Regions from separate parts of the Mus musculus genome. Here all the other regions are linked to region 7. A link is a contact called in public HiChIP or PLAC-seq and promoter capture Hi-C data. All regions are on one chromosome and are shown on one strand. The core of a region is the stretch at or near the end of the contact, and the rest is flanking DNA. Distances in the headings are between cores, read along the strand shown. Region 1 overlaps Ctr9 (CTR9 homolog, Paf1/RNA polymerase II complex component). Region 2 has its middle 35 kb from the start of Gm33098. Region 3 has its middle 34 kb from the start of 1700012D14Rik. Region 4 has its middle 31 kb from the start of Gm33098. Region 5 holds the start of Ctr9 (CTR9 homolog, Paf1/RNA polymerase II complex component). Region 6 has its middle 16 kb from the start of Gm33145. Region 7 holds the start of Usp47 (ubiquitin specific peptidase 47).

Region 1 (3,782 bases), core at 717-3,216, 970 kb before region 7:
GAGTTTTGAGCGGATCCACTATCAGAAGAACTGGGCACTAACCTGTAGAACAAATATCCGCTAAATGGAAGGTTCGGTATTTATTCCCTCAGTTTCTGAAGTGAACCGTGTTTCAGAACTGTTAAGTGATGAAGTTGTTCATGTCGAGTCTCTCCTTAGTGGCTGACCTTGACCTTGACCCTGTGTTAAAGTGTCTTCCCACATCAGCCTCCCAAGTAGCTAGGATTACAGTCAGACGGCAGCCCTGCTTTACTTGCCTTATCTTAGAATTTTACTTTTCCTTCTATGTGTGTGTTGTATGAAAGCACGCCATGTGGATTAGGATGCCTCAGGAGGCCAACGAAGGCTTTATTCTGCTGGAGCTGGAGCTCGGGCTATTGTGAATCACCTGAGCACAGGTGCAGGGAGCCAAGCTTAAGTCCTTTAAGAGCAGGAAGTGTTCTTCATCACTGAACTATCTATCCTGCCCCACTGTTTATCTTTTAAGATAAAAGAAATAGAAAATGAAAAAAAAAGACAAAAATGGAAACAAGGGTTGTATCTGTAGATTTTGTAAGTTTCTCATGTTTGCTGAGTACTTCAGTGTAAGGAAAAGTATACTCGATGTTTTCAGGACATTAAGAAAACAAAGCTCAGCCGGGAAAAAAAAAAAAGAAAACAAAGCTCAGCCGGGCGTGGTGGCGCACACCTTTAATTCCAGCACTTGGGAGGCAGGCAGATTTCTGAGTTCAAGGCCAGCCTGGTCCACAAAGTGAGTTCAGGACAGCCAGGGCTACACAGAGACAGAGAAACCCTGTCTTGAAAAACCAAAAAAAAAAAAAAAAAAAAAAGATAACAAAGCTCTTGGTGTCTGTGAGTAGAGTACCGTCAGAGCAAAAGAGGCTTCTGAACAAAGAGGACAAGAGTAGTTAGTCCAGGCTTCAGGCTTCACGTACTAAACTGATCAGAGGGATTTGCAGAGCTCAGAGAGCACAACCCAGAGCTTGTGTTCTTAGAGACAAGCCATCCCAATCTGCAGAACCTTAGCACTGCCTTCTAGAATGCAAATTAGCCATTAGAGATAGTCCAGAAAATTACCTTGTCAGTTACCTATAACAGGATGTGTATATGCTTGTGGTCAAAAATGTTGTTTATATAAAAATTAACTCTGGGGGTTAGGGAGATGACACTATGTGTAGAAGTGCTTGCTGCATAGTCATGAGGACTAAGTTCAGATTCCTAGTACCCATGAAAAATATGTTCATTTTCTTAGTGCTGTCAGAAGTGGAGACAGGAGAATCACTGGGATAGCAAAACAGGCCATGAGGGTGGAGGGGTGGCAAGCTCCAGGTGAGAAATCCTGACCATGAGATAGGGCAGCCAGTGACAGCAAGACATATCAAGACATCTGACATCTTCTTCTGGCCCCTGTATCCACCCCTCCCTTCACACACGTGAGATACAGATCTCAGACACACACTAGAGTAAAGAGGTGAAATGAACTCAGATGTTCATTTGCAGGTTGACCAACATACTAGCTGAAGTGTGAGACTTGTATGCTCATTGACACAGATCCCAGAGGAAGATGTTAAGAGTGTGTCACCCAGAGGGCCCAGGTGTGACTTGTCATGGTGGCCATGATGAATTGATTCTGGATTGTGTCCTAAAGATAGGAGAAAGGGGTTTCCCAGCTAAGGTTGAGGCAGGCAGGCAGGCTTAAATCTCTTTACCTTTTACTCAGCACTGGTCCAAATTCCAAGTGGAAAAAGTATTTTGATCCTAGTTTTTCTGTGAACAGATTTTTATGTTGTAAATACGTAAACTGACTAATGTCAGAAGTCAACTCCAGATTAGTCTCTGAAATTAGCCAAATTGGAGTGTCTTTTCAGAGCTTTAAAACTGCTTTGAAATGCAGACACAGCATGAGAATACCTCCCTGCTGTGTTCTGTTGTCGTTTGTTTATTTTTGAGACAGAGTTTCTCTGTGTACTGGCTGTCCTGGAACTTGACCTGTAGAGCAGCCTGGCTGGAACTCAGAGATTGGCTTGCCTCTGCCTCCCGAGTGCTGGGATTAAGGGAACTCGGCAACACTGCCCGGCTCTGCTGTGTTTCTAACCAGCATTTCCTTTCTGTAGTATGAGAACTGCCTCAGAAAGTTCTATAAGCACCAAAACACTGAGGTTGTGCTCTACCTGGCCCGCGCCCTCTTCAAGTGCGGCAAGCTGCAGGAGTGCAAGCAGACTCTGCTGAAGGTAACAGGACTGCATCCGCCCCCGCCCCCGCCCCACCCCCCAAATGGCTGCCTGGCTTTTACTTGTTTACTGAATGCTTTTGGTGGCATTCAGTCATAAGAAGCTACCTGCATTGCTTTCTGTTTACAGGCCAGACACGTGGCACCCAGTGACACAGTTCTGATGTTTAATGTGGCCTTGGTCTTGCAAAGATTAGCTACCTCTGTCCTGAAAGATGAAAAAAGTAATCTGAAGGAAGTCCTTAATGCTGTGAAAGAGCTGGAGCTCGCACACAGGTGAGAGCTCTGAGGAAAGGGGCTTTACAGTGGTTTGTTGCCTTAAAACTGCCTCAGGAGATTAAAAAAAAAGATTTTCCTCAAAAGAAAAATAATAATAATAACCATTAGGGGAAAGCAAGCATTAGAGGTCTAGCTAGCAGTTTAGTTTAAGGTCAAAGCACACAGTTGCCATGTGGTGGCGCCATACTCCAGGCAGAGTCCAGGCAAGTCAGCCTTGAAGCCTGATTCCTAGAGCTGCCTGGCTGGCTGTGGGCTCTCGGGGATTTTCATTCACCTCTCAGCAGTCCGAGCCAGTGTTTTACACTTGTGAGCTGTTTCGTCTCCACTTGTGTTGGTTTCATGTTCTGTTCCAGTGTGTCTTTATGGGATGTTGATTTTCATCAAGCTAGGATTAAAGATCTTATCACTTACTGCTTAACAGATTTATTCAGCTCAGTTCAAATGTGTTTAACCTTATAGGACTTAGCAGTTCAGTGTGTGGTAGATGAAAGCTCCCATCTCTGATGATCAGCTGTGCTATTGTTCATCTCTGTTAATGTTTCTTGCCTCATCTGGTGAAGAGTAAGTGCTCTCGTGACTTCTGCCCCACCCACCGTGCTGACACAGTTAGTTAGAAAGTTTAATGTTTACTACCTGTTGCTATGGTTATTTCTTAGTTTACTGACAGTATTAACTATATTTTACCTTTCTTGATGAACTTCTGTTTATTAAACAGGGCCTTAATATGAGGATTGAGTGAAATATCTTTTATCTTCTATCTTCTTCTTCCATTTAGGTACTTCAGTTACTTGAGCAAAGTTGGAGATAAAATGAGATTTGATTTGGCCCTTGCTGCCTCTGAAGCCAGGTAATGCCCTATTCACAGAAGGTGGCTTGGGGGTGGGGAGCGGGGGACGGGGAGTAGGCACGTTGGGTGTGGATTAGGAGAGTGTGACCATAACAAAGTGGTCCTGGCCTTCTCGGGGCCACTTATTCCCTCACCCACAACACCTTTTCAGATTTCAGGAAATTGATGTAGTCTTCTTAGGTTGTTGGAAAGTGCTTTCTCTTTCTGTTGTCTTTTTGAGGCATGGTCTTGCTCTGAAGCTAGACTAGAACCAGGATCCTCCTCTCATGCTACAAGCACAGGCCTGAGCCACCACACAGCTAAGAAATACGTGGCTGCTTTTCTCACGTTATGTCCATGAATCAAGACAGGAATTCTGAGTTGGGGAACTTGGAACAGTGACTTTAAGGAAAGCAGGTGCTCTTAACTGGATATTATGTCTTTGCA
Region 2 (3,667 bases), core at 154-2,653, 780 kb before region 7:
GAGTCGCCTAAGCCCCAGGTGTGTGCCCAGGTCTCAACCTGCTCTACCTTACCAAACTTCCTGGCATGGTTTTACATCTCACAGGGATCAAGAAACCTGGAGAGGAGCCATTCTCATGGCTGGATCTAACTCATTAGATCTGGTGATGATGTAGCTCTGCTTTGCCTTGTCCAGACAAACTCTCATCTTCAGGGACTTACCATGGGAGCTTCCAGAATTCTGTTCTATTTCTGGATAGGATAGCTAACATGGTCAGATGAATCGTTTCCCTTTTAAGCTGTTGGCTCTTTAAGCACTTATCAGGGAAAATGGATGATGGACAAAAGAGGTCATGGAATAAAAAAGAAGCTGAGGATGGAACTCACTGTTGGTAGAGTGCTTGCTGAGCTGGCTTCAGCTGGAGAGATGGCTCAGTGGTTAAGAGTACTGACTGCTCTTCCAAAGGTCCTGAGTTCAAATACCAGCAACCACCTGGTGGCTCACAACTATCCATAATGAGATCTGATGCCCTCTTCTGGGGTATCTGAAGACAACTACAGTGTACTTACATGTGAAAATAAATAAATCTTTAAATAAAAAAAGGAATCCCCGACTTCAAACCTCAGTGTGCCATAAGTCAGGTCTGAGGCTGCATACCTGCAATCCCAGCAGTTGTTAGACAGAGGCGGGAAGATAAGAGGTTCAACGTCATCCATGGCTCTGTAGCAACTTTGAATCTAGCCTTGTCTCCATAATGATAAAAAAGAAAGCAGTTAGTTCACATTAGAAAGTATGCTAGCCACACCCACTGACCAATAGGTGACAAACTCCACTGTTACAGGAACTGATGGTGTCACGTTCACAAAGCTGTAATGCTTCAAGCCTAAATGATGGAACGGATAGAGCACAGTAGAGGGGAAACACTGACAAATTTGTTTGTTATTACAATTAAGTTAGATACATGCAGATATTAAAGCAACTATAATCTCCTTAAAACTAAAACAAATATACACATGGAAGTACAAACACCACCACAGACATTACACTGAGATAAACTTTATAAATGTATAAAATTTTTTAAAATCCATAGAGTCAATAAAATTCAGGTTAATCTTTGTTTAACACAACAGTGACGTTTGCTAAAGCCAAGTCTTTGAGTGCTGTGGAGACCGAGGCTGAAGCAAAGACACGTGATTTGGCTGTGATTTGCTGAACATGGAGAGTGCCACACAGTGACTCAGCGCATTGGTCATTTTCCTCTACTTTGAGCTGCTGCAGGGCACTGTGAGGCCATTTGTCCTTCCCTTGGTGGTGAACACACTGTGGGGAAAGTTCATCTCATTTATTCTGCATTACTACTTAGCTGTGGCAGTTACAACAGAGTTCTATTGGGCCCCAGTGTTGTTGTAAGCAAGCCCGAAGAGCCATCAGCTCAGAGGACTAGAGCTAACGGCAGGTGGACACTGATTATACCTCCTCCAACAATTCACATCCCACACGTGGAATAGAAATTCTGTGTCCAAGTCAGTCATGCAGTTGGTCCAGAAGATAATTGTATTGATTCGATTTAGAATTTCATTAAAATAAAAACACAAATGAAAAAAGAACTCTGTCAGAAGCTCGCAAGGTGGTGCCAGGGAGATGGCTCATCGGGCGAAAGCTCTTGGCACAGAAGCAAGAGGAACTGAGTTTGAATATTTGGAATCTGTATAAAAAGCCAGGCATGACTGTACAAGTGTCTGTAATCCCGGCGCTTCGGTGGGGAAATGAAATCAGGAGACAGGAGAATCCCTAGGCTAGCAGGCTGAAGCACACAACATAAAAAAACAACAAAGAGATCTTGCCTCACTAATAAGGTAGTCACCGGAGTCTGACACCCAAGGTTGTCCTCTGACTGCCTGTATTCACACAGACATGCCTGTATGCATGTCTGTATTCACACATACAAAGTGCAGGTATATGCACATGCCCACATTCACATATTGTATACAAACACATGTACCACATACAAAGATAAGTTAAAAAAAACCATGTTTATGAATTAAGAGAGGAGGTCTACATGCCCCAGTCTGAGAGATGTGGGCGTGAAGGGCTGTTGACGTAGCTGCCTGCTTGCTATGGGGTAGGGGGTGGAGGTGACAGGCAAACTGTTGGAGAATGGCTGGCCAGTTCCTCCTCCTTCTCAAAGTTGACTTATTCTCAGACTTACTGGGGAAACTTAGGCAACTCAAATACTCATTTGACTTCTGATATTCAGCTATTGTCTTGCCATAGCTTTAAGTTGTCACATCTTTCTTATGGCAACGGTTGGCTGCCATGCTGAGGGCTAGCCACAGGCTGAGGTCTCATGTAGGGGAATCAGGTAACATTTTGTCCAGATAGATTGGAAACCCTAGTCTGAAACTTGTGCTATTTGTTTTTTTTTTTTGATTACATGTGTGTTTATAGCCAGAGGAACTTCAGATATTTCTGGCTCAGGAGAAGTGCATAGATTTTTCAGTAACAAAGGATCTTTTTGGAGTAAGGAAGGAACTGTGACCAGGAAACTGTCCAAAGAAGCCTCAGGAACCTGTATTCCTGCTTGCCATTGACAGGCCGATGAAAAGAACTTTATTTCTCTGTGATTGGCAGTGGTACTGCCTGAATCCAAGGACACATTCTTGTTGTCAATAATATCTTATTGTGGCCTCCGAATCCCTTGGGGTCCAGTGTGACATAGCCACAGCTCTCTGTGGAGGCATTTTTCTGAGGTGGCATCCCTGAACTCAACCTCAAAGTCTTGGTGACGGGCTAGCTCACTTGCATATCACACTTTGCCATCTTTGGCCAGTTTGTCAACAGCTCTTCCAACTCAAGGTGGAGTTTCTCTCAATTCCTAGGTGCAGTCCTCCATAGCCCTGCCAGCTTCAAGAGTCCAAGTACCAAACCCCAGTGGGTACTTCATCTGAGCCCTGCCCCAGGGCTGCTCTCAACCTTGTGCATGTCATAATTGACCCATCTACCTCCACTCCCTAAAGATTTTATTTTTAAATTATGTGTACATGCGACTGACTCTGTGTGAGTATGTGCACATGAGTGCAGGTGCTCTCAGAAGCCAGAAGGGGGCATCACATCCCTTGGAGCTTGAGTTTCAGGTGATTGCGAGCCATTTGAGATAGGCTTTGGGAAATGAACTTGAGTCCTTTGGAAGAGAAATGTGTGCTCTTAACTTCTGACCCATCTTTCCAGCCCCTCTACTCGTACTCTTGAGCCTATTCATTACATTTTCATAATTTCAAGTATATTTTAGGATCAAGAGTGATGTAAATGAACAAATGTGAGCATATATATAGTAATAGCAGGGTGTGTACAGAATTAGAAATCAGCTGTGCAATTAAACAGCCCAGGGGCTTAACTCTGTCTTGTCATTTAGTAGCTCCATGACCTCAGACAAATTATTACATTTCTCAAAGATATTGTTATCTGCAAAATACAGACCATAATAATATCTACTTCATAATCTCTTGATGGGATCATTCTGTCTGACACATGCTTGATGTTCAACAAATGGTAATTTAGTTGGCATGCTATGAATATACCTGTTATAAGGCATAGCAAAACCACCAAGTCAAATGGCTTATAATATTCCTAGGAGCTAAAAAAGCCAGCTATGGTGGCACATGTGCTTGGAATCCCAGAAAAGGGATGG
Region 3 (4,039 bases), core at 462-2,961, 870 kb before region 7:
TCTTTCACAGGGGTCACATATCATACATCCCACATATCAGATATTTACATTACAATACATCACAGCAGCAAAATTACAGTTATGAAGCAGCAATGAAAATAATCTTATGGTTGGGGTCATCACAACATGAGGAACTGTATTAAAGGGTCACAGCATTAGGAAGGTTGGGAAGCCCTGCTAAAAGGGCTACTCTGCAGTCACTGAGCTGGTGCTGGGGAGATGGCTCAGACAGGCATGAGGACCTAAGTTCAATGCCCAGAATCTACACAAAAAAGCCAGATACAGTAGTATGCATCCAGTAGTGGGAGGTAGGGACAGGGAGAGCTCTGGAGTTTGCTGGCCTGATTGGTGAGCCCTAAGAGAAGAGACTCTGTCTCTAAAGAATGACACTAAACCAAGATAAGAAGCTCCCAAGGATGTTACCTACCTGAGGTTGTCCATGAACGTCCACATACACCTGGACACACACATACTCGCACACACAAAGACAAGCATATAAAATATGAACACACACACACATATCTGCACACACACACACACACACACACACACACACACACACACCCCAAAGACTATTCTATGTAGTGACATGGCAACTGTTTATGATTTAGCATTAAGTCAAAGGAGGCATGCAGAGTCCTGCCTATGTTATGACATACTATGACAGGTGTGTGTTCATGTCAGAGGCACCTTTAGGCACCTTCTGGTCCCCTGGGTACTCCATGTATATTAATATTATACACTGGCTTATGGAGAGGATTCTCCAATCTATTATAACTTGGCTTATTTTTTGACCAGTTATAGATGCTTGGCTAGGAATCTTTGAGATGAGCAGAAATTGAGACGAATTTTGATAATGTCCAACTCCTGTTGATGGGTGAATAATCTAATAAATATTAGCAACCAAAAAAATTGAAATAAATATGGGATGACCCTTCCTTTCCTGTTGATAAAAAGCATTGCCAAATTTTGTTTTGTTTTGTTTTTGTTTTTTGAAAAATGGTCTCAGCAAGTCAAGAGATGAGCCTAAAATGTAGCTGCCTCAGGTGAGGGAGGGGCTCTAGAGATTAAAGCTACCTTGGAGGCAGGGCCAGGGAAAACCCTATTGTGAGAACCAAAAGGCCCGGTGAGACACTCAGGGACACTGGAAGCTATCTACAAGCTACCCAGAGGCTGGCTGACTTACAGAATCCTCACCGCAGCCCACAGGGAAACTGTTGTGTCCAAAACAGATCGAGCCAGAAACACGTGATAAGACAGTCGTTTAAAAAGAGAAGTTTAAGAGTCACCAAAGGGCCAGAAGCAGCTGTGACAAGGGATTAAGAGCCCAGGAGGTGAGAGCAGAAACAGGGAATCCAGGAATTGGCTAGAACAGGTGCTGCTTGGGGTCCTCCTGGGCAAGCTGAGGGAGGAGAGCAGTGGAAATAAGGGTTCGGGGTAGGGAGTGGGGGTAAAGGTTCCCCTGAATTTAAGGGTCCTCACAGACACCAACAGTATACAGAAGACCATTCAGAAATCTCTCACCCTAGCTTGGGCTCAGAATGAGAAATCAAGACAGAAATTCCCCTGGTGAATCAGGCTGAGCCCAAGGGGAGGGGAAGGCTGTTTAGAGATAAGGATAAACCCTATTGGGTGCTTAGGTAGAGAGACAAGTCTAGGCACTGGAGCCCAGGCTCTGTGAGTCCTGCGTGCTCAGGCCTGAATGAAAAACTAGGTTTGGGGGAAGAGACTGGCTGGTGAATCACAAGTCCCAGATGTGGGGCACACACTGCAGGCAGACCGTGGCTGCTGTCAGCAGATTTGACCACAGCCTGGGTTAGCTGACAGGCTCAGGACACCGGCCCTGGTTTTAGGCCAGAGAAAGGAAGAACTGCCCCTGGACCCTCCAATATGAAAGCCACAGAGCCCCACAGAACTCCATCTGGGTGAGCAAAAGTATTCAGAACCAGGCTTTACAAGTTGGTTTTATGATGCATCTGGGCTGAAGGTGAACCACCCCAGTCATTAGCTCACTTCCCCTGGGGCTGAATTCCGCAAGGAGCCAGGGGAACGGGTTTCTCCAGCACACACAGACCTGTCCATCAATGTTTGCTCAGAAAAATCCTTGGCACCTCAGAGGCTGTCCCTGGCTCACCTCTGAGACCATGTGCTTTCTCTTGCAGGCAGTTTTGCTGGCTGTTCCCGTAACGGACAGGACAAAGGGACTATATTAAGGCTTCCCTGGGTTAGACAAGATTGGAACACGTCAGATGGCCAACTGCTAGCACATTGTGGTGTCCAGTATCATATATCTTTTCTCCCTCCCTCCCTCCCTCCCTCCCTCCCTCCCTCCCTCCCTCCCTCTCTCTTCTCCTCCTCTATCCTCCCTCTCTGTCTTTCTGTCTCTTTCTCTGTGTCTGTCTCTTTCTGTTTCTGTCTCCATTTCTCTCTTCCTCTCTCCCTCCCTCCCCCTACCTCTCTTGGTGTGTGTTCTTTAAATTCCAGCTTAGCAGCCACATGATTTAGGTTACTTCTGTCCTCCTAAAATAGGACTCTGGCCACGTCTCCAATGGAGGCCCCGGCAACACACGGGTGGGCTGGCTGCCAGGGCTGGCGGAGGGAGATGTGGGCTGGAAATAAACTCATCGTGTTTGCTTACAGCTTCTTCCCCCCACCTCACCGGTGAGTCAGATGGCTTCTCACCCCACATTTTGCTCTTACCCTCTTTTCTCTTCAGGGGTGGGGGTGGGGTGGAGGATGCTGTCAGGTTTAAAATACACCCTCAAATTATACGTATTTGTATGCCCATATACAACAGGGACTTGTTCTTTCTTTAATGCAATACAGAATTATTTTTGGCTTTTTCAGGTTCATTCTGTTTTAAGTCATCCTTGGCTAGGAAGTGAGCGCCAGGAGTTGAGAGAGTGAGATCTCAAGTCCCCACCCTGCTCCTTAGTAACTGTGGCATTTGGGGCAAGGCAGTTCACCTCTGAAAGCTTCTTTCTCAGCTCTCGGCCTCCCTTGGGCAAGGCCTTCTTTGTAGCCCCGGAGTATGACCCTTGACCTTCATTCCCCAGGCTTGTCCTGACAGTGGGTTAGGTCTGTTTTATAAATGTTTTGGAAACGTGTGCCATTCCTGGGAGGGGTACTTCTCCCTAGTTTATCTTCTCCACCTCCACTCCCATCTGTTTCTCCGAATTCTTCACAGTTACTCAGCCGTGTCTGTGAATGAAGTGTTGGGAACCGGAGACAGGCCATCTCTATCTGGTTTTCAGGATGCACTATCTCCAGAATGCCACTCACAGCATCTCTGTATCTGCTGCTTCCCAGAGGTGGTTCATAAATTCCCAATGTGTTTGTTCGTCACGTGGTGAAATCCACCATTTCTTGCTTTAGCCACATTTAGGTATCCAGTGCAGTGACCTCAAGTATGTTACAGTGCTGTGGAATCAGCTCCTGCGCCATCTCTAGAACCTATTTATTTTGTAAAACCAAGACTGCATCCAGTCATCTAGCTCTATAACCATTTCCCCTCCCCTGCCCTTTCTCATTGAGTCTGACTGCCTCAGCTAAAGGCAACCATACAGTTTTATGACTTGTGTCTTCAAGGATCATCCAGACTGTTTTGTGGGGAACTGAGAGAGAAGTTTTCAGAACATCTCAAAATTAGATAGAAAAGACAACATTTTTTCCCAGAAGCCACTGTGAAGGAAAGACTGAATGGACTATACACTACTTTATTTAGGTATTTTTTTTTCATACATACATACATACATACATACATACATACATACATCTTGCAGGACCACAAAGTTACTTTCTTAAAACAGATGTAAAACCATGTGGTCTATCTGCACAGCTGGACCTCAGCTGAGCATGCAGAAACTGAAAGACACCAGCATATGACGTGTAGAATGGGATTACAGCTTTCTTCCCAAATGTTTATTTCTCTTTCACAATTTTCCTGGCGACCAAAGAGCCCCTGAGAAAGAATGCTCGAGCCATTCCCACAGATGGAGTTCAGGCATTGTGACAGTCACTCCTAATTGTCAGTTTGGCT
Region 4 (4,013 bases), core at 1,099-3,598, 840 kb before region 7:
ACTTCAGAACTTGCTAGTGAACGTCTAGCTCCCATTTTCAACACTATCAGTAATGATAAAAAGAACACCAACTGCCTATCTAGTATGCAGGACTTGCAAAGCACTTCACATTGTGCTCAGGCCACTTCCTCAGACACCCCATAGGCCTATCTCTGTCCCTAGATGAGAAGATTGAGGTTCAGGGACTTTCCCAAGTTTTATTAATTTTATTTTAATAAGTAGATGCTGAGATATGAATTGGTTCAGTCTGACATCTAAGTCATGCTTTTTTTTTCCCCATTTGCCATTTAGTACAGGCTGACTTGTAACTCTCTATGTAGCCCAGGCTAGCCTCAAACTCAGGTACCTCCCTTCATAGCCTGTTACAGGTATGAGCCACCACGCCAGCTTTCTTATTGCATGTTTAGAAGTAACAGTGCTTTGTAGTTCTTCTGATTGTACCATTACAGGTACTGAGCTTAGAGGCAAAAAAATCCCGAAGGATTCTGAGAAAGCTTTATTGACAAGAGGGAACTTTATTTGGCTTCCTAAGAATGTGGGCTAAAAAATATCCGGAGATCACACCCAGGGGAAGAGGAGAGTCCTTTGAGGCAGGAGTATACCTCAAATGTTCTCAGAACACAAGTACCTGGGGAACAAGAACATTTGGGAGGGAGACTTGGGTGTGGGGACACCTGGTAAGGACACACGACACTCCATGAAAGCAAGTCCCTGGCTGTATCCTCTCAGTAAAGAAGGAAATGAACAGCATCTATAGGATATTAGCTTGTTTCTGCTACATAAATGGAGTCATTCAGACAGAAATTTCACTGAGGAAAACACAGCGGTTTTGATAGAGCAGCTGCAAGCCATCAGCTAATCTAACATTTGCTTGCTTACTAACAGAGCTGCCTCTGACACTGCCCAGGTAAGTGGTACTGTAGTGACTGGTAGAACTGGAAAGAGTCAGCAACTGAGCAGCTCTATAGGCTAGCTCTGTAGTGGCTAGCTTAGCTGGTAGCAATTGAGCAGCTCTGTAGGCTAGCTCTGTAGTGGCTAGCTTAGCTGGTAGCAATTGAGCAGTTCTGTAGGCTAGCTCTGCAGAGGTTAGCTTAGCTGGTAGAGTACTTGCCTAGTGCACACACACAAGACCCTGGGTTCAATAACCTAGTACCAGGGAAAAAAGCCAGGTTCCAGATCTAGCCTCTGTTATTCATGGAAAGAAAGCAAAAGTGATGTCTTATCACGAAACTGGAAATTCAGGCTAGGGATGTAGTTCAGCCTGTAGAGTGCTTGTGCAGTGTACACAGAGTCCTGGGACTGAGTCTCTTGTGCCACATAACCTAGGTGTGGTGGCTCATGACTGGAATCTCAGCACTCGAGAGACACAGGAAGGCCAATCAGAAATTCTAGGCCAGCCTGGGCTACATAGTGAGTTTCAGGCTAGTTTGGGCTACATGAGCCCTTTTAAAGGTTGATTGAATATTAGAATGAAATAGTGGGCTGACAGTATATATAAGCCCATCATCTGTCATGCTGGGATGCTGGGGAAAATTCTGAGTTAAATATTAACTGAACTACTTACTCAGAAATGTAGTTTTTTTTTTTAAAAAGAAAACCATTTATTTGTGTATTTATTTATTTGAGTATTTATATTTATTTGTGTATTTACATTTTGTACAACGGAGTATTTTTCCCTGCTTGTTTGCATGTGTATATGCCTGGTACTTGACAAAGCCAGAAGAGGGTGCCAGATGTGGGCACTGAGAACTGAACCTGGGTCCTCCAAAAGAGCAGCAATTGCTCTAGACTGCTTAGCCATCTCTCCAGTGTTGATCCCCATCCTTGGCCCCCCCAAACCAAACCTGGTTTTACTATGTAGTTGTGGTGGGACTAGAACTCAGAGAAATCCTCCTGTCTCTCTCTCCCTAGTGTTGGAATTAAAGGCACATGTTACCATGCCAGACAAATGACCCATTTCTGTGAATCCCTCTATTTTATCTACCACTTTACAGCTTAGTGTTTCTTTCCCACCAGCTCCTGGAAGACAGAGATTACATGTCTGGCACACAGAGTAATCGCATTTAAGATTCAAGGGAAATAAAAATGGGAGTAAACTCTGATAAGGTACGGGTGCTGGGCCTCTTCTGGAACCCACCCCCAGGGCTCACAGAGAGCATCCTGTGTTGTGTTCATTCCTGATAGCGTCAAGATGGAGGCGAGGGGCCCAGAGAGCTTGGGGACATGTCCCCTAGGGAGGGGAGGGCTCTGATGCTGGTAGTAGGAGGCCTGGAGGCTGTAATGAGGCCTCTAGAGGTCCAAGGAAAGGGCCCCAAGGTCTGCTGGGTCTGACGCAAGCTCCCAAGAGCAGGGCAGTCAGCTGACCTCCTTTGGAGAGAGGCCAAGGCTGGCTGCACGGAAGAGAGAGTGGGAGGTCTGGGAAGGCAGAGAGGGGAAAAACTAGAGAGGCCAGGGGTAGAATGGAGGGAGGAGGTGAGAGAGAAAGGGAGAGGGGACCTGGGCAGAGGGCTGGGGAGGAGGGGACAAGTAGGAAGAAGAATGGGAAGGGAGTGAAGAGAAGAATCAAGAGCAGGACCAGAGGCACTGAGGGAGCAGGCAGAGATGTGAGGAGAGGCTTGGCCCAGTCCCAGAAAAGAGATGGCTCCAGAGGCCTGGCAACTCCTTCAGCTAATACCACATGGAGGGGCCAGGAGTGGGGTGGGGAGGGTGTTCTCTGTTGCATGGTGAGCATCAGGGTAGGGGCTTCAGGGCTTGACCACTAGGTGGCTGGATTTGAGGAAGGGGATATAGGCCTTGGTGAAGGAGAGGCAGGAGACACGGGGGTTGGGGGTGGGGTGGGGGGAATCGAGAGCAGAGCCAGAGGAGAGGGTGCTTGTGGCTGGGTTCTAGCTGAGAACAGATGGAAAGAGGCATATTTGCTTGCCTTCTTTATTCATATGCTTACTGAGAGGCTACAATATTTTGTACCCTGAGCTAGCCCTCCAGGGCCCCGGCATTAGCACTGTGTCTGTCTCCTGCTCTGAGCAGACCTGCTGATAGAAAGACTTCCCAGCAGCATAGGGCTTAGCTGTGTCTTCTTCACTGCCCGTGTCTTGGTTTGCTTGTCTGTAACATCAAGTTTAGTAGGAAAACCCTTCGGTAGGTCTTATTTAGAGGGTTAATGAAGTGGTTTGTAGAAAGCTAATTGCTCACTGGTATGGAGGGACCATCCTGAAAGGGTTTTCCTTGCAACGTCTGAGCAACTGGGTTGTGAAGGAGGAGGAGGTGTTTGCAGAGCAGGAGCTGAACCTTCTGGGCTGAGGAGGTGGAAACGGCAAGGAGGAGTTTAGGGGAGACTGTTGGGGTGATTGTGGCAGAGGCTGGTTTTGTGTAAGCTTGGGACTGTGGGCAAAGCTCACTAAACACTCAGCTTCTGGGGTTTCCTTAGACCTGCTTGGGCCTCTGCACAAAGCCCAAGTGATAGATAAGGAGGAGACGGTGTGTGTGTGTGTGTGTGTGTGTGTGTGTGTGTGTGTGTGCTTTGTTTAACTCCTCAGAGATTTCTGATGAAGTTGTTCCCACTTGATCCATAGACTTGTCCTAGTTTAGGCCTTCTGGTGGTCAGCTGGATGGATGGCAATAAACAGCTTTATCAGTGTGCAGCCTTTAATTTGACCCTTCTATATCACCTTGGCCAAAGGACACTCCCTCTGGGACACCTTCCCTGATGGCACAGGTCTGTCCCTACTGTAGCTGACCATTGCACTATTCTTACACTGAGAAAACCTGGAAAGCCGTCACAGTTGGTGGCTCACGAGCCTTATTTCTCCCTGTGCCTACTCCTTATACAAAAAGACATGGACTGGAGAGCAGGGGGAGGGAGCGATTTTAATTCACAGTGTGGCCAACACAGGGTCATCGAAAAGGCTTCTGCACCAAGTGCCGCCCGACTCTCCGGAGGGTGACTCTGGGAGAACCCTCATGTGGGTCTGGCTTTTTCTTCCCTGTTTTATTTTGCTCCTTAGGGTCCACTC
Region 5 (3,819 bases), core at 513-3,012, 990 kb before region 7:
AAAAAAATTTTTTAAGATTACATATGTAGATAGCACTTTATTTATTTGGCAAGCACTTATTCAAACATGTAAAAATAGTTACACAACCATTAAGTCACAACATAAATTGAATTCAGGGGCTGGAGAGATGGTCAGCGGTTTAAGAGCACTGACTGAATTCAAAATCCAGCAACCACATGGTGGCTCACAACCATCTGTAATATCTGATGTCCTCTTCCGGTGTGTCTGAAGACAGCTACAGTATACTTACATATAATAAATAAATAAATCTTTAATAAATAAATAAATTTAATTTAGTTTCTTCTCAAGAGTTTTAAGAGAGTTAAGAGGAAAACTATAAATGAACTGGCATTTTTCATAAATACCTACGAGTGAAATATAGCTGAAACTAGGTTGGAGCTTGAAGCCAGAGAAGATGAAGAATCAAGAAAAGATGGCAAAGAGATAATAGTAGCTTTGGCTCAGCAGAAGAAATTGGGAGAAAGAGCAGTGAATATCTTAAAAAACACTGGCTAGCAGGGATGGAGGGGGGCTCTGTTTTGAGACAGGATCTCTCTATTCTGTAACCCCAGATTAGCCTGGAACTCCATGTATAGAGTAGAATGGCCTAAATTCAGCGCTCTCCTCCTGCTCCTCCCTCCTAAGAGTTGAGATTAAAGACATGTGCCACCACACCCAGTTAAACTAACCCTTTTTATTCCCCATTTGGGGGGGGGGGTTCGAGACAGGGTTTCTCTGTAGACCAGACTGGCCTCAAACTCAGAAATCAGCCTGCCTCTGCCTCCCAAGTGCTGGGATTAAAGGTACATGCCACCACTGCCCGGCCTATTCGCTTATTTATTAAGATCCTTCCCTTGTTTATTCCAAGCACAAGAAACTATTTAATACTCTTCTATAATGAAATCATGAGCTAAAATGTTTTTGAATTCTATAATTTCATTATTTAGGTTTAATAGAATTCTTTTGATTTTATTTAAATCAAACCTAGCAGTTCCTTTTCATTGTGCTCCTAAAGAAATATAAGTACATTAAGAAATATATATAAGCCAGGTGCCCAAGCATATGCCAATAACTGCAGCAGTCAGAAGGCTGAGGTCGGGAGTTTCAAGTCAACCTGGGATACAGAATATCTCAAGAAATAAACAGGGTCTGCAAAAAGTTGCCTGGCTCCAACGCTGTCTATCTGAGTTCGAGCCCTACGACCTTCAGAGTAGGAGAAAACTGATTCCCACAAGATGTCCCCTGCCCTCCATTTGCCACACCATCGCTCGCATGTATCCATATACAAATATGTAACGCAACAAATAAAAATAATAATCCGTGCATTATTACCATAACTTCAGAATTCACTGATTATGTCTATTTAAACTAGTCACAACGACATCACCAGTGTGACTTGCACAAACTGGCTGGGACAACACAAAACGACTGTAAAGCTGATAAAAGATTGAATTATCCCCCAAGAAGCTTAAGTGGCCGAAGAGGCAAGGCACCGCCCATAGAATTCGTCACCAGAGGCCCCGCCCATAGAGGCGTGGTTTCGCCTCACCACCACCACTCCCCGCTCCGGCGCGGGTCTGTGAGGAGCTCAGTTTGGACACCTTAGCGGCAGATGCCGCGTTCCCGAAGGCGCTCGGTCACCTACGGCTGACACAACAACAACCTCAGGACTATCAGTCTTTCCAAAGAAGGACGCATCAGAGCCGCCAGGCGGGCGGAGCTCGCGTGGGACACGCCCTACTGGTAGTGCTTCCGGGACAGGGGGCGGGGCCTCCGGAAGTGGCCGGTCGCGGTCTGAAGCTCGTTGTTTCAGCGGCGGACAGCAGAGGAGAAGCTGGTCTCCGGCAGCTCCGCTGGGTGTGAGGTGTGGTAACCTCTGTAAGGCTGGAAGCCGGGACTGCGATCTGCCGAGCGGCGGGGTGAGAAGCGCCTGCTTTCAGAGCTCACCATGTCGCGGGGCTCCATCGAGATTCCCCTCCGGGATACTGACGAGGTGGGTGCCGAGTGTGCAGCGGGGGAGGGCTATGAACTTGGACGATCCCAGCGCCGATTTTGCTCCGCTTGGTTTTTGGAGGGGAGAGCCGCAGCCGAGCTTCTCGGCCCAGGCACCACTCAGCTGGTCACCTTTCTGGCCGCAAGGACTTCGGGAAAGTTCGCCTGCAGCCTGCTCCTTGTTGACAGTCGGCTGTCTTCCGAGGCGCAGGGGTGTGAGCGCCGAGTAAACCTCACCTCTTACAGAGGGGAGTCAGTGCCCCAGGGGCTACCTGCTGCTCCAACTTGGGATTTGTTTATTTTTTTAAATCTCCCTGGGTATCTGAGAGACGGCTCTTAATGCCATGGAAGAAAAGTCTGTCAAGGCACACTATTAACACAGCTCTCTGGGCGAGATAAGGGGCCCGAGATTTAGCCGCTCCTGTGTGCTGATGGCAACGACCCACTTTCATCCATGGCGTGTGGTTTGTCCGAATAAAGCTCCAGCGTTGCCTCAGTCAGACTAGATTTTACACACTTTTATTTTCGATCGAGGTAGAATTCATTTCTAAAATATGGTGGTCTTGGGTACATTCCAGAATATTTTTCTTCTAATTGTTGGTGCCCACATTTTAGGCATGTATGTGACCCACGATACTGCCTCCGTGATTTAAGTGACCGTTGGTATTCAACTTTGCCTGTCCTCTGGGATAGAGTTTCTCAAGCTCTCAGACCTATGGCATCAGTGTTTCGTTGGCCTATGGGTTGTACAAGGTTTCATTTTGGTTTTGAGTAAGCAAGTCGTTGAGAATTTTATAGTTTTAGCGATGTGAAGAACGACCAACAGGATTTGCCTGCTTTTCTATGCTTTGACCAAACCAGACTACAACCTGTTTGCCATGTGTTTCCTAAATAGGAACATGTATTAATTAGTTCACTCCATTGAAAGTGAGTACATACCCTTTGTGTATGGGCATTGATGAGTATTCAAAACACGCAGAAGAGAGAAATTGTGAATTTAAAAAGGAAACGAAACGTTTATTCTGTGTTTTAGGTCATTGAACTTGACTTCGATCAGTTACCGGAGGGAGACGAAGTCATCAGCATTCTGAAGCAGGAGCACACACAACTGCACATATGGATTGCCTTGGCGGTCAGTATTCCTAGAGCAGATTTTTCTGTTGACTAAAAAAACATAGGATTTTGGTTCTCAAGTACAGTAATAGCCCACAGGATTAAATCTGTTGTGCATGATTAAATCATCTGTATGAAAATTAGTAGCAGCAGAGGCAGGTCGATCTCTGAGTTTGAGGTCAACCTGGTCTACTTCCAGGACTGTGATGGCACGTACTCACGAACAATGGTTATATTCTCATTTATGGAACAGTAAGGTCAGTTTCCCAACTACAACTCTACTGGTAAATTAATGTCTGTTGATAAAGGTGAGAGATTCATTTAAGGTAAATAGTTCTCTATATTGAGGTTTTAATTACTTCGTGGTAATTCAATGAAACTTAGCTTATGTATAGATAGAATAAACATTACTTTCCATAGCTTTTCTTCTAAAACATTCTGGAAGGTGATTAGGCTCCAAGCTAATGCAGAAGAAGGCCCTTTTGCAGTGAAATTTATCTCGGTATCACGTTTTTTGTCATATTTGTTCCTGCCTTCATAATATGAATGCTACTAGAAATTCTCAGCAAATTCAGTGTGGGAACCTATAATTTTAGACACTCTACTCCCTGGCATTATGTTTCCTTTTTATGAGCAATTGTAAGATAAACTATACTCACTATTCCTAAACTTGTATGCTACAAGTGGCTTTCATAGAAAGATACATAAGAAGTT
Region 6 (4,086 bases), core at 1,342-3,841, 720 kb before region 7:
TTCTTTCTTTCTTTCTTTCTTTCTTTCTTTCTTTCTTTCTTTTTGGTTTTTTGAGACAGTGTTTCTCTGTGTAGCTCACTGTCCTTGCTATCCTGGAACTCACTTTGTAGACCAGGCTGGCCTTGAACTCAGAAATCCACCTGCCTCTGCCTCCCAAGTGTTGGGATTAAAGATGTGTGCCACCACTGCCCGGCTTCTGGGCATATTTCAAACCCCAGCACATGGTCGTGGTGATTCTCAAGTCAGCATATTTTGTATGGCTTAATTTCTTTCCTCTGCTGTAGGTTCTGTGCCTCAGTATCCAGATCTTTCTCAGCAGCTTCAAGCTCCCACTGAGTTGATGGGCAGTTTCCCAAGAGCACTGTTGCCAAACCCGCACCTCTCATTGTCTGGCACGATGGTTCTAGTACCATGTCTCAATACAATGGCCACTTTTCTCTGGCCTCTTCAGATACTTTGAATTCTAAATTCTTCACATGTTATCCACTTCTCTCCAAACTTTGAATGTTTCATTAACTTGTTCATCACGGGCTGCAGACAGAGAACCCTGACCTGTTGTCAGACATTCTCCGTGGACTTGCCGTATACAACTCCTCGCTGTAGACACAGACACTGAGTTCCTGGAATTTGTTGAGCATCAGTCCAGACTCTTAGGGTTTGGAGATGAATAAAGAGAAGCATTGTCTTCATGGAGAAACCAAAAGAAAAAAAAAATTTCACACGAGTCATCCCCTGGGATATTTGTAGATTGACCTGTGGGTACCAGCTTCCTGTAGATCTTCCATCTGATTATGTAAGCTTGTTATTAACTTTCAGAAGCCTGCTGAATAGTCCCTGACTTAATAGTTAATATAAGGTTGCCCTTTCCAGCAAGGACTGTGGATTCTCCTTGTTCTTGCCTCTTACTGGTGTCTGTGGCATTTAGTCACTTTTCTTTACTTTTGAGCTAATGAAGTTCAACGTAACTTAAGGTTTGGATGGTGGGTGAGAGACCAATGGGAGACAGCTCTAAGCAGATGGGTTGAGTCAAGAATTGGGAAGGAGGGGCTGGTGAGAGGGCTCAGTGAGCCAAGGCACGTGCTGCTAAGTCTGATGACCCGAGTTCAACCTCCAGGACCCACATGGTAGAACCATTTCATGCACATTATCCTCTGGCCTCCACACACACCATGACACGGATATGCTTCCTCTAAGCAAGCAAACAAACAAGTAAAGATAAATATATATTTAAAAAAAAAAGAATTGGAAAGGAGGGAAATGACCTGACATTGGACCTTGAGACCTTGAAACAAGATCAGCCATGGGTGTGTGCAATGGAGAAAATGAAGATGGGAAGAAAAGACAAAGCTTGCTCATTAAGGAAGAGTAAGGAGTGAGGCTGCAGGAGAGAAGCCTGGAGGAGCTAAGACTTGCATTCATATACCTGTGCATTTAGATGTGCCTCTTTCCTCCGTCTCTTCAAGGGCTAGCAAGATTGGCTCTAAGGGACCTAGAGGGGCTGAGATGAGGCCATTGGGCTGCAGCGTGTCCAGCCCTTCAGTGGACATGGCTGTTGTAACCTGTGACACAGATCTGTTTTCATGGCAGCTGTACTTCTGTTTGTCACTCTCATGTACTATCCTGTTTCCAACTGCTATAGTTTGAATATGAAGTGTCCCCATAGGCTCCTGCATTTGGACATCTGTAATCTAGATCTATAGATGATTTAAAACTATCAGCAGTGTGTGTGTGTGTGTGTGTGTGTGTGTGTGTGTGTGTGTGTGTGTATGTAGATTCCTTCCTATGGAATAAAGTATAAAGTGCTCATAAAATATAGACTAGGTATTCAGATGGGCTGATCCTCATTATCATCCCCCTCTGACTCTGGGCCAGCATCAAGGCCTATCCTAGCAACAAGACTCCTGGGTGTGATGGAGGAAGTAAGGTGGTGGTCATGCCGCGATTATCCTGCCACTTGCCACGTGTTTCCTAAGCATTTTCCTCTCTTCTCTCTATTCCAAGTCTCACTCCTGTCCCTTCATTATTTAGACTGGACTGTCAACAGCATTCTTCAGCCTTGGTCTTGCTTCATTTCTCATAGATCATGTCACTGTGACCTTACTAAAATATACATATAACATTGCCTGTCTAAAATCTTTCAGAAGCTCTCCATCTTTTTTTTTTTTTTAAAGAAACAATTGCACTTCCCTTGCTCACCCACTACAGCTCATTGTGGACCTTCCAGATCTGCCTCTCTACCTCTCGTGTGCCTTTTGTATTCCATCACGCCGTAGCCTGAGGTTCTGTTGCTCAAATCCATAATTCCTTTCCCTCCATGGATGCCAGGGAAGCCCTTACTCCTGTTCCAAGCACATTGTGGGTATCACCTTCGCAGGAAGCCCGCTTTGGCAGCAACCTCTGCTTCTGCCTCAGAGTGAATCGCTTTCTCTTCTGCATTTACAGGATTCTATTGTTCTACTTACCATGCTGTACTAGAATCTCTTTTTAAACATTTCTTTCTCTCTTGCTAATTTGCATGCACAGGCAGAACGGGAACTATTTGTTATGCGTGTTCCCATCTCTAGCGTTCGCCAGCCGAGCTTCGCCTTTATCGAGTGAGTGAATGGATAAGGAAACGACGGAGATGAACGAACCCACTACGCACTGGGCACTGTGCTAAATGCTCTCCACGGACGCATCCCATTTAGTTCTCATACCTGGAGGATCAGGAAGAGGGGGCAGAGGGAAGATCAAACACCTTTCTTAAACAGGGTCTTATAACAACACAGTGGGACTGAGATCTGGGGACTGGGATGTGGGCCCGGGTTTGTCTAATTCTGGAGCCCTTGCTGTTTGCACTGAGTTAACAGAAGGAAGAAACAGCAGAGACAGATTCTAGCTAAATAAAAACATCATTCTTAAAAGGACCAGTGCTGTCCAAAAAGGAAATGGGTTACCCCAGAGTTCCTCGTCATCAGAGTAGGAACAGCCAATGCATGGGAGAAACACCCAGAGGGATGATACATGTAATTTTCTAAAAGTGAAGAACAACCATTTGCATGCTAATAGGAAATGAATGTATGTCAGAGATTTCATTCTTATTCAGTGCTAATCAAAGAGAGGAAGGAAATTCTTAAGACGTCGGAAGCTCAAGTGACTGGTAATTCTCATGGTGCCCTTCTCCAAGGTCGTATAAACAGTAAACAACTTCTAGGGGTAGGCTCTTTGGTAGAGCTGTCTACGAGTTGGCCAGGGAGTTCCGGGAAGCAGCTCTCACAATATTTTATTCAGGCTGGGTTGGGGCTTTTTGTGCAGCAGATGCCTGGAAGTTATACCCAGTACACACTGGCTCACAGAGCCAGACTTGGGTGGAATTGGTTTGTCAACAGTGCCTTATCTGGGAGAATAGATAGTTATTCATATTCACCTCAGGAGAAATCAGTAGAGCGTATTAGTCAGTTAGTGAGAAAGCCAGTAAGCTGTTAAAATCAGCACATAGAACATTTAATAATTAGACTTTTTTTTTTTTATTTGAGGGGGCTGGGGATGCTAGGAGATATTGCTGGGCTAAATGCAAAATGGATTAATGGCCACCAGTCCCTTAGATATAACTTATGGGTTGTCATATTTGCCAGATAAGATCACTTCTATCTCTTGTGGGTAATGTAAAATGTAAAAGGTTTGAATGATTCTTGTCAGAGCTGTTCTCTTGCCTCAGAGCTAGAACCAGCTGCTTCAGGACATGGCTGGAGGCTGGGATAGAGGAAGGCCACTGTCACAGAGAATCCTCCCATGTTCTTTGTCATTACAAGGGGGCACTCTCCTTCTATCCTGATGGTGTAGAAAAAGGTAGGGGAGAAGGCCTGGGTCAGAGTTGGGGTTACAACAACTGAGTTAGAATGTACCAGGGGTGAGAGGGCAGCTTTAGAGTCTCATAATAAACACAACCCGTTACTGAGGTTCTGTAGAGATGGCTCATCGGGTAAGAGTATCTGCTGCTCTTCCAGAGACCTTAGTTTGATTCTCAGCACCCATGTGACAGCACACAACCACCTATAACTCCAGTTCTAGGGCACCTAATGCCCTCTTCTGGCCTCTACAGGTGGC
Region 7 (4,141 bases), core at 956-3,455:
AAGATACTTGCTATATTATTATTTCGTTAAATCAACTTTTACCAAGATGAAAGAATCCAGAAAGGATTTCACGAAAGAGGTCATGAGTGTAAGCATGAAGGAAAAAAAGGAAAACTAGAATGGCACCTAACTTCTAACAAGGCTTCTAGAGAACCAGCTCACTTAGGAAATGGAAATGGCATGCGTGAAACAGATTTGGACATACTCCCACTTTGTGATTTTGTCCAAGATGTGCCAGCCAGGGGGACCGTGGATATGCAAGTTGAGTTATTCACCTTTAGAACAATTTACATTTCAATAGTCAAGAGAATCTTGATGCAGTATTTCTTAAAAGTCTATGATGAAGTTTCAAACATTTACATATTAAGGCTGAAGAGATGGCTCAGTAGTTAAGAGCACTTGTTGCTCTTACAGAGGACCCAAGTGACTCACAACTGCCCATAACACCAATCCCAGAGCATCTGGTGCCTCTTCCAACATCTGTGAGCTGCATGGTTGTGGTTCATGTACACTCTGATACACACAAAATAAAAAATAAAAAAAATTAAACACTCTTCCCAAACTCATCATATGTATGCTTAAACATGAAGACAGACTTTTTTGGCCTTTTCAGAAATCTGAGTAGTGTATTTAAAGAATTTTTAGTCTACTTGGATTTTTGTTTTTATTTTGTTGATTGTTTTGGGAGAAGGTATTTGACTGTTCTGGGAGAAGGAGGTAGGGATTGAATTCGGAACGCTCTGTATGCTTGGAAAGTCCTTCACCACTGCAGCCCACCTGTTAAAACATAAAAATTCTAGTTGACATTAGGAAAGATGGAAAATTAGTAGCTGAATTTCAACAAAACCCTTTGTATGGCTGGAAGCTGAAACAGATAAAAATGAGCATTGTATTAGTAATAGTAGTTGAAAATGCACTTCTTCCATTAGGATCAAAATCTTTGTGGGTTACCTTTTTCAGCTTATGACAGCTATTAAAGCCAAGTACAGAAATAACCTGAACACTGAATCAGATATTTTAATAAGTGTTTCACAAAGAATTAGCTTTTAAAAAACTAATGAAACCTAGTCAATCAGAGTGCGTTCACTAAATATTTTCAGTAGGGTTAATGGATTTTTTTATACCATTACTACTTAAAATCTCGTTTATTTTAAATGTCTGTCTTTGCTATAATTTTTAGAATTTGTAGATGTTTTACAGTGCCACAAATAGCAGAATTCTAATAAATCTTACATAACTGTATAGAGAGCTTTTCTTGGGTGTGGGGTGTTCAATAGTAACAAGTTTGGCGAACCAATAGCATAGGTAAAGGAGTTGGCGCTGTGGATGCTGGGTACATGGCACAATGGAATTAACTCAGCAGGCTGTAAGAGGACTAGTTTGCCAAAAGTCTTCATGAAAGACGTCTCACTGGGTCTTCATAATGGAAGGAGTGCGGTGAAGGAAAATGACTAATAGGAGATTTGTTTGGTCAAACACATGGTATTTACCGTCTGGGGAGATTACAAAAAAAAACATATTCAAAAGGACAGCACAGGTTGAAGCGCACCACAGCTCTGCTCTCAAAAGGCTCCCTCAGACTTGGCCCTGTAGGAGGATGACAGCAAGCCACCCAGAAGGGTGCAGGGGAGCACCTCTAAGTGTAGTGACCCCTCTTTAAGGGGCTCCAGGGGCTAGCTGATGGGCACCGAGGTCCCTAAGGAGAGTGGGGCGGCCACGAAAACATGACAGACGAGGACCAGAGCCTTGAGGGCGAAAGCCAGAAAGGCGATTTCTCTACAAGGCGCGTTGTTTACCAGCTCGAGGCCAAAGGTTCCTCAAGTGGGGCTGCAGCGGGGTCGCTGGAGACCAGGAAAGAGTCTGGGGACTGCAGGGCTGAAAGGGGGGCTTTGAACTGGAGCTCGTTCGTGACGCAGGGGCCTCGTCCCTCCCTCGGCCGACAGAGGGAGCCGGAGGATGGGAGGACCGGCTTCCCCGTAGTGAAAAGCGCCTACACCGGCTCTCAACCAGCGTAGCGCGGCGTACCCCGGGGCTGAGCAAGAGGTGAGAAGATCCCGAGCTCACGACGGCCGCCTGCATACCCCAGGCGCCAGACGCCGGGCCGCGCGCCCACTGCGTTGAATTCTCGCGAGAGCGGCGGCCGCCATTTTTCCATTGATTGCCGCGGGCCGGGGGAGGGGCGGCGGCGGCGGCGGCAGCGGCGGCGGCAGCAGCGGCGACGGCGGCGGCGCCCTGGGTCGGTGTCTGCGCGCTGGTGTCTAAGGCCTGAGCGGAGGCCTCCTCAGTTGCTGGAGCGCAGGCGGCTGGGAGGATGACTGTCGCTGCCGTTCTCTCCTGAGACACAGCCGCCGCCACCTCCACCAGGCCCCCGCAGGCAGGGCGGAGACGAGCGGTCGGAGTCTGAGCGATGGTGCCCGGCGAGGAGAACCAACTGGTCCCGAAGGAGGTGAGGGGCCGGCGGGCCAGACTAGGCCCGAAGCCTGCGGTCCGCTCGAAGTCGTGCAGGCCCCGAGCGGGAGGCAAGGCTAGGGCCGGGCAGGCGTGGGGCCGGGTGGACGGTGGGCGCGGCGGGCAGTTGGAGACCGCTGGTTCCCGGGGCCACGTAGCCGAGGGAGAGCTCCGGCTGCGAGGGGCTAACGCATCAAAGACTGGACCCGAGGAGTTGGGTTCTGCTCCCGGGGGTGGGGGGGAGTATTGCGGAGAGAAAGTGGCCTTTGAAGTCCAGACTTCACACACGTCGAGCCGAGAGAGTTAAGAGAGATCGTTTCAAAGAAAACATTCTGGAACAGTTGCCCGTGGGCAGGACGGGGTGACGGTGCTGCTTCTGGGGTTTGACAGCGTATAGCTTACGGGGCTTGTGAAATCGACACCTAAGTTGAGATCTGTGGGAGGGCAGACTTAACTGTTAAAGAGTTGTCGGTCTCCCCACCCCCCTCCCCCCAGCCTCCATTCCCCCTCCTGTTACTTCGTAGTACTATCGGCCAGCCTAAATGGGGCCTACCCAGGATCGTTGAAAAAGTAGTTAAGTGGGGCTTGAACGGGAGGGTAAGAGATAGCCGAGTTAATTTCACCATATGGAGAGACGAAACGTTGTTTTTGTGTGTAATTTTGGTCTTTTTCTGGTGTTGCCAACTTGGGTGACTTAAATTCTTAAAAGCGAGTGACATAAGACTCCCGGACTTCTTGGCTTCCCTTGAACAGTCAGTAGTAGAAGATTAAAGGTAGAATCCTGCACTGGCCAGTGGATTTCGACATATTAATAGTCCGTTGGCTTTATAAATATCCTCAGCATATTCAAACATGTATTTTTAACTGCTGGTCGTCAGGCTTAATGCTTTGGACTTTTATATCTCATATACCTTAAATAGATGCCAAGTGTTAAGTTGAAATTAGGATGGTAGGATCTTGATATTTATACACGATCATTTCGGATTCCTAAATGTTTAGGTTTTGTTTGTTTGTTTTTTAATTGTAGCAATTTGTTGCTACACAGACAACCCCTGGCACAATGCAAAGTGACTTTATTTTGTACCTGAATAGTTAAAATTTCCCATCTTTCCTTAGATGGATAATAAGTTGATTTTTAGGGTTTTGTTTTGCCGTTTTGAGGTAGGATCTTACTATGTGGACTTTGAAGTACAGACTTGGCTGGCTTGGAACTCACTTGTAGATAAGCTGGCCTGGAAATTCTTAAGAGGTTTCCCTGTCTGTCTCCCCCGATGCTGGGATTAAAAGTGTGTGCTATCAAACTCAGTGGAGTGCCTGTTTGCTGTTTAAGGCTGAGTTGTGTGTGTGTCAGTATTTTATCTGTCAGACATCTCTAAGTCTCAGTACAGCAGATAAGCACGAACTAAAGATCTTGCCTCTGGAACAGTTTCAACAACTGAGAGTTAGGAAGTCGGGAATGTGAGTCCTCCTATGGTCCAGTCCGGCATTTTGAACTTTGTACTAAGTAACAAGGAAGGAAGGAATAGGTTTTACGAGAAAGCTAACCTTCATTTCCTTTGGTGCTGGTTTCCAATCTTAAGAAACAAAATTAACCCTTAATTTCCAACATTTAGAAAATAGAACAACAAGTACAACCCTGCATAATATTATATTAATGACTCGGTTTGTAGAAGTCCTGATAGAGATGTGCACA

What was found. Promoter capture Hi-C pulls out the DNA fragments that hold promoters and counts their contacts. HiChIP or PLAC-seq counts read pairs in DNA pulled down with a chosen protein or histone mark.
Region 1: an H3K27ac HiChIP or PLAC-seq map of embryonic stem cells shows a contact between it and region 7, with 4 times the contacts expected there. The contact joins the enhancer-like site here to the promoter of Usp47 in region 7. A contact is called at or near these places in 5 of 39 promoter capture datasets (the 3T3-L1 cell line, 3T3-L1-derived adipocytes, cranial neural crest and 2 more), 1 of 484 Hi-C or Micro-C datasets (the HPC-7 cell line) and 6 of 115 datasets of contacts at active chromatin or transcription factors (the NIH/3T3 cell line, bone marrow-derived macrophages, differentiating embryonic stem cells and 3 more).
Region 2: a contact with region 7 is called in a promoter capture Hi-C map of hippocampal neurons, with 6 times the contacts expected there. The contact joins the enhancer-like site here to the promoter of Usp47 in region 7. A contact is called at or near these places in 3 of 39 promoter capture datasets (the 3T3-L1 cell line and hippocampal neurons) and 12 of 115 datasets of contacts at active chromatin or transcription factors (the NIH/3T3 cell line, SST interneurons, embryonic forebrain and 8 more).
Region 3: a contact with region 7 is called in an H3K4me3 HiChIP or PLAC-seq map of bone marrow-derived macrophages, with 6 times the contacts expected there. The contact joins the enhancer-like site here to the promoter of Usp47 in region 7. A contact is called at or near these places in 4 of 39 promoter capture datasets (cranial neural crest, embryonic stem cells, frontonasal cranial neural crest and 1 more), 10 of 115 datasets of contacts at active chromatin or transcription factors (bone marrow-derived macrophages, cardiomyocytes, differentiating embryonic stem cells and 6 more) and 1 of 9 other capture datasets (embryonic stem cells).
Region 4: an H3K4me3 HiChIP or PLAC-seq map of embryonic forebrain shows a contact between it and region 7, with 7 times the contacts expected there. The contact joins the enhancer-like site here to the promoter of Usp47 in region 7. A contact is called at or near these places in 11 of 39 promoter capture datasets (the 3T3-L1 cell line, 3T3-L1-derived adipocytes, cranial neural crest and 6 more), 13 of 115 datasets of contacts at active chromatin or transcription factors (T-cell acute lymphoblastic leukemia, bone marrow-derived macrophages, cardiomyocytes and 10 more) and 1 of 9 other capture datasets (embryonic stem cells).
Region 5: a contact with region 7 is called in an H3K27ac HiChIP or PLAC-seq map of cardiomyocytes, with 5 times the contacts expected there. The contact joins the promoter of Ctr9 here to the promoter of Usp47 in region 7. A contact is called at or near these places in 6 of 39 promoter capture datasets (the 3T3-L1 cell line, 3T3-L1-derived adipocytes, cranial neural crest and 3 more), 3 of 484 Hi-C or Micro-C datasets (CD8 T cells, the HPC-7 cell line and embryonic stem cells) and 7 of 115 datasets of contacts at active chromatin or transcription factors (astrocytes, bone marrow-derived macrophages, cardiomyocytes and 4 more).
Region 6: an H3K27ac HiChIP or PLAC-seq map of SST interneurons shows a contact between it and region 7, with 8 times the contacts expected there. The contact joins the enhancer-like site here to the promoter of Usp47 in region 7. A contact is called at or near these places in 1 of 39 promoter capture datasets (hippocampal neurons) and 8 of 115 datasets of contacts at active chromatin or transcription factors (the NIH/3T3 cell line, SST interneurons, astrocytes and 5 more).

What each region holds. Positions count from the first base shown.
Region 1 is chr7:111,047,150-111,050,931 of GRCm38.p6, forward strand. It overlaps Ctr9 (CTR9 homolog, Paf1/RNA polymerase II complex component), which reads left to right. Exons shown (of 25, transcript NM_009431.2): 17 at 2,115-2,231; 18 at 2,361-2,506; 19 at 3,285-3,356. Among named protein-coding and RNA genes, the nearest start is that of Ctr9, 20 kb to the left of the region's middle. Within about 2 kb of position 1,967, at least 12 of the 459 cell types and tissues checked have an H3K27ac peak or open chromatin away from gene starts, as enhancers often do. A contact at or near this core is called in embryonic stem cells and liver, where this site is marked.
Region 2 is chr7:111,244,003-111,247,669 of GRCm38.p6, forward strand. No RefSeq gene overlaps it. Among named protein-coding and RNA genes, the nearest start is that of Gm33098, 35 kb to the left of the region's middle. Within about 2 kb of position 1,404, at least 23 of the 459 cell types and tissues checked have an H3K27ac peak or open chromatin away from gene starts, as enhancers often do. A contact at or near this core is called in hippocampal neurons, where this site is marked.
Region 3 is chr7:111,154,935-111,158,973 of GRCm38.p6, forward strand. No RefSeq gene overlaps it. Among named protein-coding and RNA genes, the nearest start is that of 1700012D14Rik, 34 kb to the left of the region's middle. Within about 2 kb of position 1,712, at least 202 of the 459 cell types and tissues checked have an H3K27ac peak or open chromatin away from gene starts, as enhancers often do. A contact at or near this core is called in bone marrow-derived macrophages, cardiomyocytes, embryonic limb bud and 2 more, where this site is marked.
Region 4 is chr7:111,177,438-111,181,450 of GRCm38.p6, forward strand. No RefSeq gene overlaps it. Among named protein-coding and RNA genes, the nearest start is that of Gm33098, 31 kb to the right of the region's middle. Within about 2 kb of position 2,349, at least 101 of the 459 cell types and tissues checked have an H3K27ac peak or open chromatin away from gene starts, as enhancers often do. A contact at or near this core is called in 3T3-L1-derived adipocytes, bone marrow-derived macrophages, embryonic forebrain and 1 more, where this site is marked.
Region 5 is chr7:111,027,189-111,031,007 of GRCm38.p6, forward strand. It overlaps Ctr9 (CTR9 homolog, Paf1/RNA polymerase II complex component), which reads left to right and starts at 1,763. Exons shown (of 25, transcript NM_009431.2): 1 at 1,763-1,993; 2 at 3,026-3,124. The coding sequence starts at 1,949.
Region 6 is chr7:111,299,385-111,303,470 of GRCm38.p6, forward strand. No RefSeq gene overlaps it. Among named protein-coding and RNA genes, the nearest start is that of Gm33145, 16 kb to the left of the region's middle. Within about 2 kb of position 2,592, at least 27 of the 459 cell types and tissues checked have an H3K27ac peak or open chromatin away from gene starts, as enhancers often do. A contact at or near this core is called in SST interneurons, forebrain and hippocampal neurons, where this site is marked.
Region 7 is chr7:112,021,301-112,025,441 of GRCm38.p6, forward strand. Usp47 (ubiquitin specific peptidase 47) reads left to right here and starts at 2,206. Exons shown (of 29, transcript NM_001357952.1): 1 at 2,206-2,446. The coding sequence starts at 2,408. It also overlaps Gm3960.